3 separate regions of the Sus scrofa genome follow, and all the other regions are linked to region 2. A link is a contact called in public HiChIP or PLAC-seq data. All regions are on one chromosome and are shown on one strand. Each heading gives the region's core, a stretch centred on a gene start, on an enhancer-like site or on the middle of the called end of the contact. The rest is flanking DNA. Distances are from core to core; before and after follow the strand shown.

Region 1 (3,686 bases), core at 136-2,635, 210 kb after region 2:
CACTGCCAGTGTGTCTGAAGGGGAAACAGATTTGTCAATTAGCCCCCTTTCCCCATCTTCCTGAGGGCCTGCTCATTAAAGCACCTTCCATGGAGAAGGTAGGACAGAGAAAGACAAAGGTGTGGGTCCAGCAGCTCAAGACTGCAGAGGCTTCCCACCACACATCACTCATCCTTCACTCATTTATGTCTCTTTGGATGCCTCTGTTGGGGTACACACCACTCAGCGCCAGCAGGTCTGCCAAGAGCACAGCCATCAAGGCCCAACAGGCTAGCCTCCTCGGCCTCTGCCTCCTGACCATGGCTGCCATTGCGTCCCTGGGGGAGGAGAAAAACAACACCTGTAACTAACTGGATGCCCTGAGTAAGGAGGCAGAACCTCATCCAGAACAGAGAAGCTTTAAAATTCCTACCTCCTCCATCCTCACCCAGGGCAGGGCAGTCTACATCCCTTCCCCTCCTTCCTAGTGAGAAACAAGCACTCTCATCGTCCTCAGAAGTACCCACACAAAGGCCCAGGTGAAATGACATGAGTCCTGAGCTAAAGCCACTACATCCCTAAACAGGGAAGGTAACAGAGCAGGAGGAAGAAAACCAGGGCCTTCCGCCCACGGCAACCAGCGCATTCTAGCACTGTCCCTGATGTCAGACACCTGGGGGGCGGCCAGAGATCCCGGCCCAGGGCTCAACTACCTTCCCACACCTGGGGGCCCTCCGCTGGCGGGGAAAGCCAGGTCGGGCCTGGACAGGAACTGAGAGATGGTGACGTTGGGGGAGGAGGAGATGGAAGAAGGGCCTGTCTCATCAGCATCCCTTCGGGTTGTCCGGCCTGTCCCCCTTCTTCATCCCATCCCGGGCCCAGCTGCCTACACAGACGCTGAGTCTGGAACGGTAAGAGTCCGGGACGGACGGGTACCGAGTCCCCCGAGTTCACCTGCCGAAGGCGGTGGCTCTCACTCCCGGAAACCGTCCCTAGCCCACCCCTAAGGTGTGTGGGCGGCCCGAGGACCGAGCTGCGGGGCCAAGCTCACCGGCGTCCGCGCGGCCCTCACTCCCGCTACCGACCCGCCCCCGGAGCTAGCACGTTACCTCCCCTAGAAGGGGTGGTCGGTCCCCATCGCCATCCCCACCCCCTCTACCTTCTGCCTCCGCTCCTATGGCCCCAGCTCTGGGACAGACGCACTGGCGGACGGACCCACGAGGCTGGCAGAGCACCCCTCAAGCCCGCGCCCTTCACAACTCCCCTCGGTTTGCAAACTGTTACATTAGCCACCCACCTCTCGGCGGCGTCTCGCGCACCAGCCGGCCCGGGACGCGGCGTGCGCTCATTGGAGCCTCCGCCGCCCGGCCCTGCGCAGCACGCCCTGTCCTTCCCCCTGCCGCCCCGGCGCGCGCTCCCATTGGGCCACGTCCTAGGCCCGCCCCCTCCTCCGTCTCCAGCCCCTGCCGGGGAGGCAGCGAAGGGGCCAGTCAACCAGTTGGAAGAAAACCGCCGACGCCGGCTTCCGATTGGCCCACGTCATACGGCTCAGCGTCGGTCCTGGTGCGATCGCGGGACCTTTCCGGCTGCCTCGCTGGACGTCTGACTGCCCGGGTCGCGGGTAACCGGTACCTGGAGCAAGTGGGCGCAAAGATGGGCCCGCACTTGGCCCTCTCTTCCGGTCGGTTACCTGGGAACCCCGGCGGAGGAGCGGGAGTGACCCGCATCCCCTCCGCAGCCAAGCGGAAGAGGCGCTCTCTAGCTGGTCGGTATTGAACTGCCCTAGGCTTTGGCTGGAAATCAGAGAACCGCTGCGCTTCGGGCGTAGACCACCCCGACCTCCCTTCGTTTATTTTTTTAAAATGTGGTTTTTATTTTTCCATCATAGTTGATTTTCTTTTCGTTTTTTTGAGGAAAGTAAAACCACCAAAACAGATGCTCGCTGATGGGTCGGAGATAATGCTTGTCTTAGTGGCCGAATTTGGCCTAAACTCTTTTCTAATTTGTATGAGAAAGAATATTCCAAACTGCAAAACGCTATACACAAAATAATTTTACTTGTAATTGGTTAAGCACAGATACACCACCTCCTGTTTTTCTTCAATTAAACTTGTGCACATCCCTTTTTTTCTCCTTCGAATCAAAGCACCTCGGCAATTATCAACGCTCCTCACTCCTCTCTGTCCTTTACCGACCCATAGAAATGTATTTGGTCCTTGAAGAGCGCACTTTATTTTCTTTTCCCAGTTTTATTGAGATGAGCATACTTTTCTTTAATGTGAATATCGTTTGCTTCTCTCCTCTCACAAAATTGATGTCTGGCCTCCTTTCATAAAAGGTTCTCATGAAGGCCCTGGCAGTGACAGCTAGGGTTAGGTTAAGAAACCCTTATCTGTTCCTTTCCCTACATTTTTCTTGTTGATTAGGGAGAGAGAATTAAATTTCTGTGTCTCTTCTTCTTCTTATTTGGCCACTCTGGCAGCGTGTGAAGTTCCCTGGCCAGGGATTGAACTCAAGCCCCAGCACTAACCTGAGCTGCTACAGTAACAATGTTGGATCCTTAACACTGCTCTGCAAGGAAACTCCAGAGGATTCTACGCTTAGAAGATAAATCTTTCAGTACCAGGGAGAGGTCTATTTTTCTTCCCTTTAAGAATAGTTCAGGGGAGTTCCCATAGTGGACCAGTGGAAGTAAATCTGACTAGGAACCATGAGGTTGTGGGTTCGATCCCTGGCCTTGCTCAGTGGGTTAAGGATCTGGTGTTGCCGTGAGCTGTGGTGTGGGTGGCAGATGAGGCCTGGATCTGGAGTTGATGTGGCTGTGGCGTTGGCCGGCAGCTGTAGCTCTGAATAGACCCCTAGCCTGGGATCCTCCGTATGCTGAGGGAACAGCCTTAAAAAAGAAAAAAAAGAAAAAAAAAAAAGAATAGTTTAGTCCTCAGGTAGAAGAGAAATTGGTAGAAATAAAGAGAAATTCACTTAAAAGTTTAACTTTTTTTGGGGGGGCGCACCTGCGACACATGGAAATTCCCATGCTAGGGGTTGAATCAGAGCCACAGTTGCCAGCCAAAGCCACAGCTATGCCTGATCCAAGCTGCATCTGTGACCTACACTGCAGCTCATGGCAACACTGGATCCTTAACCCACTGAGCAAGGCCAGCGAGGCCAAGATTATCAATATAATCTTGATAGAAGTTCCAATATTCTAGATAAAGCAAAATCCCTTTGATACCATTTGCTACATCACTCTCTTCTCTGGAAGTATCTGCTGTTAGCAGGTAACAGTGGTGTATTAACATTCCAGGCCTTTTCCTCTGTATTTGGTGTATTTGTATATTCCTCTCTTGAAACATGTAGCTCTTGTCTTTTTTAGATGATTAAAATGTTATACAATTGGATTGTTTACAATTTGCTTTTTTTGTAACAGTAAATGATTGTTTTCCCTTGTCAGTGCATGAAGACTCACCTAATTTTTTAGTGCTACAGAACATTCCATAGCATGGGAGTTGTTTAGCCATAATAGTGGACAGAGAAGCTGCCATTTTGGAGTTTCCATCCTGGCGCAGTGGTTAACGAATCCGACTAGGAACCATAAGGTTTTGGGTTCGATCCCTGGCCTTGCTCAGTGGGTTAAGGGTCCGGCGTTGCTATCAGCTGTGCTGTAGGTCACAGACACGGCTGAGATCCTGCGTTGTTGTGGCTCTGGT
Region 2 (3,860 bases), core at 303-2,802:
TACCAGCTACTTCACACCAGAAGACTGGTTTGCAAAGCACTAAGAGGATGAAGAAGGCAACCTCTAAAGATTAAATGATATCATCACTGTCCATTATACACACAAGACCTTCTATCTTCCTATATCCAAAATGTGACTATGTGATAACTGCTCCCCTCTTAATTAAGCTAAAGCCTGCACTGCAGCTTTATGTCTCAGGAAAGGAAATATTCCTCCTACCCTTTCTCAATTTAGATTTGCAAGTTATATTTCTACATTTTCAAAAATACGAACGACACACAGACTAGTTGGGAGGAGCCCCTAGCGGAGTTAATTACAGCACTTTCCAGATCGTAGTTAGCAACTGACAGTTTCACACGCCAAACTGTACCGTCATCTCCAAAAAGACCTTTTGTTTGCAAATGCAGCGCAGTTTCTCTAAGCTTGGTGTGCAAGTTAGAGTGACTGTTCTATTTTGAAGGGATGAGGGGACTGTCGAAGAGAAAGGGGACTGGGCGATAAGGGAAAGAAACAAGCCAATGATTCGAGCTCCCTAATTGTAGGGAAATCATTTCTTGCTTCTATCTTCTCACCCCCACCCAAAAAAACCCACACACTTCAAGTCAGCTCTCTGGACCCATAAACACAAAAGGGCTGGAGCCCTGCAATCGTATCTGCGCAACAAGAGCAGGGAACCAGCTCCGCGGGTAGGGAACAATAGGGACTCCCCCAAAAAGGCCCCAAAGAGAAACCCTTAAGTCAGAAGGCCTGTTCTTTTCTCCAAGAATCCGGGGCTCCAAGATCACCGCCTTGTTATTGACCTACACGGCCTTACTCAGATCAAACAGCCGGTCCTCTTCCAAACCAAGCTCTCCCGACACCGCATATCCCTGCCGCCCCCTATAGGGCCGCCTTTTACCCAGTAACCTCCACCATCTCCCTAAGTCCTTGCTGCCTCCTACGGTCCCACCTTCCCTCATCTTCTACAAAACTCCTCTGCGAACTTCGCCCGCTCCTTCTCCAGACCCTGTCGCGCACCACATTGCTCCATCCTACTCCTCCCGGGCGCCCCCACCCCACACAGCTGCCGCCCGCCACCCGCCTTCCTCCCCAGGGCCCGGCCAGGCCTCAGGCCTCCACCTCAGACCCCCTTTCAGAGCTGCCGGGGGGCTACCCGCAGCCTCGGCGTCAACGCCGACCTCCACCCCCCCGCCTCACCCCACTTCCCGCGGCTCGAGCCCGAGTCCTACCACCGAGGCCACTCCCGCTCGGCACCCCCGGTCCTTTATTGTTGACTCGAAGCTCCCAAAATGGCGGCCGCTCCTTCCTCCTCGGAAACCTCCGCCCGCCCCCACCCGGCCCCTCGCTTCGGCCTCCTCCCGCCCCGCCCCCGCTCAGCTGCCAGGGCTGCACTGCCGACCAGCCAGCGCCTGCCCGCTCCCGGGGCCGTCCAGCCCTACCTCCGCCGCTGCCCGCGCTCAAGGCGCCGTCGAAGCCGCCGCCCGGACTGAGCTAACTCGGCTCCCCCGCTCCCTGCCCCCCTCCTCCCTGCGTTCTCCGCATGGCGGCCGCTGCGGCTCCTCCTCCGCGCAAGATGGCGAGACTCCGGCCGCCGCCGCAGCTGTGTCGGCCGCGGCGTCTCAGTCTGTCCTGCTTCGCGACAGGACAAATCCTGGCCAGGGAACCTACCCGAGGAGAAAATGAAGGCCTGTGCTTTCCTACGGATCCGGGACTCACGGGGCCCCGGTGGAGGGGAAGTCGGAAGGGAAATACGGCTCCCTTTCTGAAGGGAAAGGAGGGCTGCTCTTTCTACAGCTGAGGAGAAATGATAGGGGAATGGTCGCTGGGAAGGGTCCCCCTAGAGTGGAAATCGGGAGCGTGGGACCTGAGGAGGATCTGCTTTTTCCTGACCAAAGACCGGGTAGCGGCTCGGGGACGGGAGAGCTGACCTGACATCTCCCGCGGGCGAAGGAGGCTGCTGCAGGACCGAGGGGTCGCGTCCGAGCCCCTCCGGCCTCCATCCAGGAACACGCGGAACCAGTAGTCTGGAGGCGCCAGCGCGCGCCGGGGTTTGGGCACCGGAAGGGGGGCCAGCCGGGACCGGTGCAGCGGGGAGAACCCCGGGGAGCGCGCGGGGCTGGGGACAGGGGGCGCTGTGTCAGGGCAAGCGGGGGGTGGGGGAGACTGTAGAGGCGGATCTGGCGCGGGGGTGTTGGGATGCTGAGTAGCCAAGGTGCGACCACGGCCGGAACCCGGAGAGCGAGCCTCAGGAAAGAGAATGGGACACTGGGGCAGCGATCCTCCTCGCTCTGCTCCAAAGAGCAATTCTCAGAGAGGGAACCAGGGAGGCCTAGCCTCTCCCAAAGGAAAGAAACACTGAGTCAGTTATTATAGGAATAAGAGCTCTGCACATAAATGGGGAACCAGAAGACCGAAGGCGACTCCCTTTCCAGATTGACCCTCATCAGAAAGATAATTATGTATTTATACCCATAAATATTTTTCACATCTGAATGTCTCCGTTTATCCTTAACAAAAATAACAGGAATGGACTCTTGTTCCAGGTAAAACAAGAACTGGAAGCTAGAACGTTTAAGTTAGGTCCAGGGAAAATATAAACCTGGGTCTCACCCAGCTGAGAGACAATATACAGGGCAATGACCAAACCATGTGTTGACGACCCTCAACTTCTGCTTCCAGTAGCACGAGAGGCGAAACCACAGCCTCTGCAGTGACGGAAGGGGCAAAAAACTTCGTCGTTGACTGCCAGCTTCCCGAATTTTTGCCCCTGCTCCCAACTCGGGACCAATCAGAGAAAGCCAAATATATTCCCTCAAACCAATCACTTAAGATGCCCAGTTTCTAGTTAGCCCGCCTCCAGCTACCCCGTGTTAACAACCTCCAATCAGAGCATACCCTGAAGCTTTACCGCCGCCCCCTGCCCTTTTTTTTTAATTTAATTTTTTTTTTTTTTTTTTTTTTTTTTTTTAAACTGCCGGCCTCTAAGTCTACCAAACTAAGAGAAGGCGGCTGGCTCCCTTGTTACAGCAAGCTTTGAATGAATAGCCTGTTCTCATTGGTGGTCTTCGTTTATTTTATTTCCACACAGCCTAAGGAAAGGTGGTAGAGAAGTGTGAAAAAGCTGTTCTTGAGATTTTTTAATTCCCTTTAATTTGTTCATCTAAATTTGTAGTATGTGGTCTCCCACCCAGCTTTTAAAACATCCACTCATTTAAGGGAATAACTGGCATCTTGTGCCCATCCCGGAGAAAGAATGGCTAAGTGGTTCTTTAAGAAAATGTTGAAGTATGAGGCCTCACTGTCTTTCCAAGTAGCAGGAATGTGAAGGGGAGGAGAGCAAAAAGGGAGTGGGAGGGAGGAGAGCCTAGGGATTTAAAACAGGCCACAGCCCGCTCAGGTCTCTTTCCCTAGACCGCTCAGACCAGCCAAAGGAAAGGGATGTGTTCATAAATAAACTGTTACCTTCAAAGGGGGCCTGACTGAGGTCTTGACAAAAACCAAAAGTGAGGTGCCATTTCTTCTGCAGCCAAGAGCAGAATATGAAATAGCTGCCTATTCTCACCTAAAAATCTGCCAGGGTTAAAACCTTTCAAGAGTCTGCATAATATTGTTATAAGATTGTCAGATATCCCTCCAGTTTGTTTATGTCAGCCCTTTTCAGCTTTCCGATGAGAAATATAGATGATATAGAATTAAACTATTAACCCTTGGCCCTTTTCTTCTTGGTTCATAGATCCGGTGGTTGATAGATCCAATTCAACTATCTCAAGATCTTTTTTTCTCCCTAGTTCAAACAGATTAATAAGAACAGTAGAAAAATATGACACAGGTGAATTATTTGATAGTGCACGTAGTATCTT
Region 3 (3,621 bases), core at 631-3,130, 200 kb before region 2:
TCCTTGATCCTTCTATCAAAAGTGGAGCCCATTCCTCACCAATATTCTCCATAACATCAAACTCTTTGCTTCCATCATGCACTTAATGCATCTGTAATTTTGTCTCTTTATTTATTTGGCGTCTGTCTCCCGTAATCACAAGCATCAGGATGACAGGGTTAATGTCTCTTTTAATACAGCATACCTAGTGCGAAGCATAAGGCTGACAGCAGGCATTCAAAAAATGTTTGTTGAATAAATGATGGTGTGAAGTCCTCTAAAAATATTCCGTTGAGATTTTAATTGGCATTGCAGGTTAAGCGCAGGTTACTGAAGCATCTTCAAAACTGAGCAAAAGACTTTTTTTTTTTTTTTTTTTGTCTTTTTGCTATTTCTTTAGGCCGCTCCCGCAGCATATGGAGGTTCCCAGGCTAGGGGTCGAATCGGAGCTGTGGCCACCGGCCTACACCAGAGCCATAGCAACGCTGGATCCAAGCTGCGTCTGCAACCTACACCACAGCTCACGGCAATGCCGGATCGTTAACCCACTGAGCAAGGGCAGGGACCGAACCCGCAACCTCATGGTTCCTAGTCGGATTCGTTAACCACTGCGCCACGACGGGAACTCCAAGACTTTTGATAAATTAAATAAACAAACATGAACCCCTGGCAGATTATGGGTAAAGAGTATCACGAAATAAATGATGATGGGAAACTGGTCAGATTGAAGGAAGATCCTGCAATGTGGGTGGCGGTGTTTTCTCCCTCCTTAAGTAGTTAGAAAACAGAAGCGACAACAAATAACTTGACTCTGAAAGTCAACATTTGCTATTATAAACTAAAAAATTATTGGAAACAATCATGAGTCCATCCTGCTCTTTGCTCTGAGAACCGTCTGTCTTCTTTTCTCTTCATTTATTTCTTACCTTTGTGTCTTGAGGGAGGAGTATAAATACTTGCAACCTCTTCCGAGTCGTTAATCTCTAGACGCTCATCATATGTCTGGTTTTCTATAATCTTGGTCTAAGTAAAAGGAAACATGATTACACAGCTCCTATCACGGGACAGTAAGCACTCTGTGGGGAGCTGGACTCCAAACCAGCAATGGTTCCGAGACACCAGTTTTACATGAAACCCTCACCCCAGTTCAAGCAGTTAAGTCATTCTGCTGCAGCCCTTATTTAGGAACTGCTGGCAGGCTGACCGGAGAACGAAGAAATCCTGGAGCGAAACAACAGCCAACTTCTGCATCACCTTCCCCAAAGCTCTTTTGTAGAGAACGGCTCAAGTGAGCCTCAGGTTCGGTCAGTTTCCCAAGGCTGCTGGGATTTCTTAGCTGTAGAGGTTCTAGAAACAATTCTGTTTCTAGAGTCACCAGGGCGGGGGCTGTTCCTCTAAGAGAGGTTAAACTCTAGTCTCTTGGTCCAAAAGCATCACCCTCATCTATACCATGACCACCCCACCCCCCTTGGTCTCGTCTTGTAGTTCGGATGCCCCTTACGTTTCGTGGGGAGTAAGGCAAGCAGAATGGTCGGTGATGGCGTGAAGGGAAGGGAGAAAGTATAGTGGGTAAGAAAACGGAAAGAAGTGGAGAGGGGTTGCGAGGACAGAAAAGGAGTCCTTTCTATTCCTCTTGGGAGAGAGGAAGCGTTCTCTGTTAGGGTGAGTACGAATTACCTGTAGCCCCTCCGAATCCGTCTCTTCTATCTGGAAGGAACCCCAGCCTAGGGCTGGGGTCTCACCCTAATCTCAGGCCAGGCCACTTTTACTTGGAAAGAAGGGGAGCAACTGGCGTGTTGTCAGTAGCTAAGCAAACAAACAATAAATAAATAAATAAAAAGAGCGAAGAAAGAAACAGAAAAATCGCGAGACTTCCTTTAACTCTCGTGAGAGCTCAACTCGCGCATTATGTTTCTCCCCAGCTAAGGAGCCAAGCAGAAAAAGAGGAGCTCACATCGTGATTGTTTAGATTTCAACAGATGTGTCTGTGGTGGCATCTAGCGGCTGCAGGCAGCAAATCAGATGAATTCCGGTTGGTAGAGAGTTAAGCTCTAGATCCCGAAACACGGTCTGCATTTTTTACCCAGGGAAAGGATCAGTAGGTATGAGTTCCTATTAAGTCAGACCACTCAGCCTTTAGGCAAACTCAGGGGTTGCCTCAATTCCTGACATTCTGTACTACTTTTATAGCATTTTTATTACATTATAGTCTTTCCCCTCCACTGTGTCCATAGCATGGGACATATTTATAGTATTAACAAATTATTATTTACCTGTGATTCAAATTTAACACATTCTCCCGCTTTTTTAATTTTTTAATTTTAATTTTTTTTAGGGCTGCACCTGCGACCTATGGAAAATCCCAAGCTGGGGGTCAAATCAGAGCTGTAGCTGCCGGCCATTCTTTCTCTGTATGGATTTATCTGTTCTGGATATTTTACATAAATGGAGTCATAGAAGATACGGTCTTTTGTGAGTGGCATCTTTCACTTAACATAGTATTTTCAAGGTTCATCCATGTTGTATCATGTATCAGAATTTAATTCCTTTTTGTGACTAATATTCCATTGTTTAGATATACTACCTTTTTTTTTTTTTTTTTTTTTTGTCTTTTTAGAGCTTCCTCCACGGCATATGGAGGTTCCCAGGCTAGGGGTCTAATCGGAGCTGTAGCTGCCGGCCTATGCCAGAGCCACAGCAATGCCAGATCCCAGCCGCGTCTACAACCCACACCATAGCTCATGGCAACCCCGGATCCTTAACCCACTGAGTGAGGCCAGGGATTGAACCCGAAACCTCATTGTTCCTAGTCGGATTCGTTTCCGCTTTGCCGGTGGGAACTCTAAATATACCACATTTTGTTATTCATTCGAGTACTGAGGGACACTTGGATCGTTTCCACTTTTTGGCTATTATGAACAATGTTTCTATGAACATTAGTGTTCAAGGTTGTGTATGGGTGTGTGGTTTTAACTCTCTTGGGCGCATACATAGGAGTGAATTGCTGGGTCACATGGTAACCCCATGCTTAGCTTTTTGAGGAGCTGCCAAGCTTTCCCCAAACAATTAAACTACTTCAGGTTCCCGCCAGCAGTGTATGAGAGTTCTAATTTCTCCACATTCTCACCAACTCTTATTATTATAGCCATCCTAGCAAGCTTTGATTTGCAATTCCCTAAGGACTAAAGATATTGAGCATATTTTTATGTGCTTATTGGCCATCTATCGTTTTGTTTTTGTCTTTTTATGGTTGCACCCGTGGCATATGTAAGTTCCCAGGCTAGGGGTCAAATCAGAGCTGCAGTTGCTGCCACAGCCACCAGCAATGCCAGATCCAAGCTGTGTCTGTCACCTACACTGCAGCTCAGGCAATGTTGGATTCTTAACCCACTGCATCAGGCCAGGGATGGAACCAAATCCTCATGGATCCTAGTCCCGTTCCGTTTCCACTGAGCCACAAGGGGAACTCCTTCCATTGTTGAGTTTTAAGGATTCTTTATATATTCTGGCTACTAGTCCCTTATGAACACCAGTTATTTTGTATGTTAAATGCTACCAGTGGCTCTGAGAGCTTTATAAACTGCAAGAGATTTCGCAATTTAAACGAAGGCGCTGAGGACGGTGAAGGAACTGAAGCCAGCG

Evidence for each region. HiChIP or PLAC-seq counts read pairs in DNA pulled down with a chosen protein or histone mark.
Region 1: a contact with region 2 is called in an H3K27ac HiChIP or PLAC-seq map of alveolar macrophages. The contact joins the promoter of HYOU1 here to the promoter of DDX6 in region 2. A contact is called at or near these places in 2 of 2 datasets of contacts at active chromatin or transcription factors (alveolar macrophages and skeletal muscle).
Region 3: a contact with region 2 is called in an H3K27ac HiChIP or PLAC-seq map of alveolar macrophages. The contact joins the promoter of IFT46 here to the promoter of DDX6 in region 2. A contact is called at or near these places in 1 of 47 Hi-C or Micro-C datasets (brain) and 2 of 2 datasets of contacts at active chromatin or transcription factors (alveolar macrophages and skeletal muscle).

Annotation. Positions count from the first base shown.
Region 1 is chr9:46,275,671-46,279,356 of Sscrofa11.1, forward strand. It overlaps HYOU1 (hypoxia up-regulated protein 1), which reads right to left and starts at 1,386. Exons shown (of 25, transcript XM_021062954.1): 1 at 1,277-1,386; 2 at 220-317; 3 at 1-14. The coding sequence starts at 310.
Region 2 is chr9:46,061,705-46,065,564 of Sscrofa11.1, forward strand. It overlaps DDX6 (probable ATP-dependent RNA helicase DDX6), which reads right to left and starts at 1,553. Exons shown (of 13, transcript XM_021062947.1): 1 at 1,440-1,553. It overlaps LOC106504894 (proline-rich receptor-like protein kinase PERK2), which reads left to right. Exons shown (of 2, transcript XM_013979478.1): 2 at 886-1,683. The coding sequence ends at 1,683.
Region 3 is chr9:45,860,038-45,863,658 of Sscrofa11.1, forward strand. It overlaps IFT46 (intraflagellar transport protein 46 homolog), which reads right to left and starts at 1,881. Exons shown (of 12, transcript XM_003357317.4): 1 at 1,657-1,881; 2 at 906-1,002.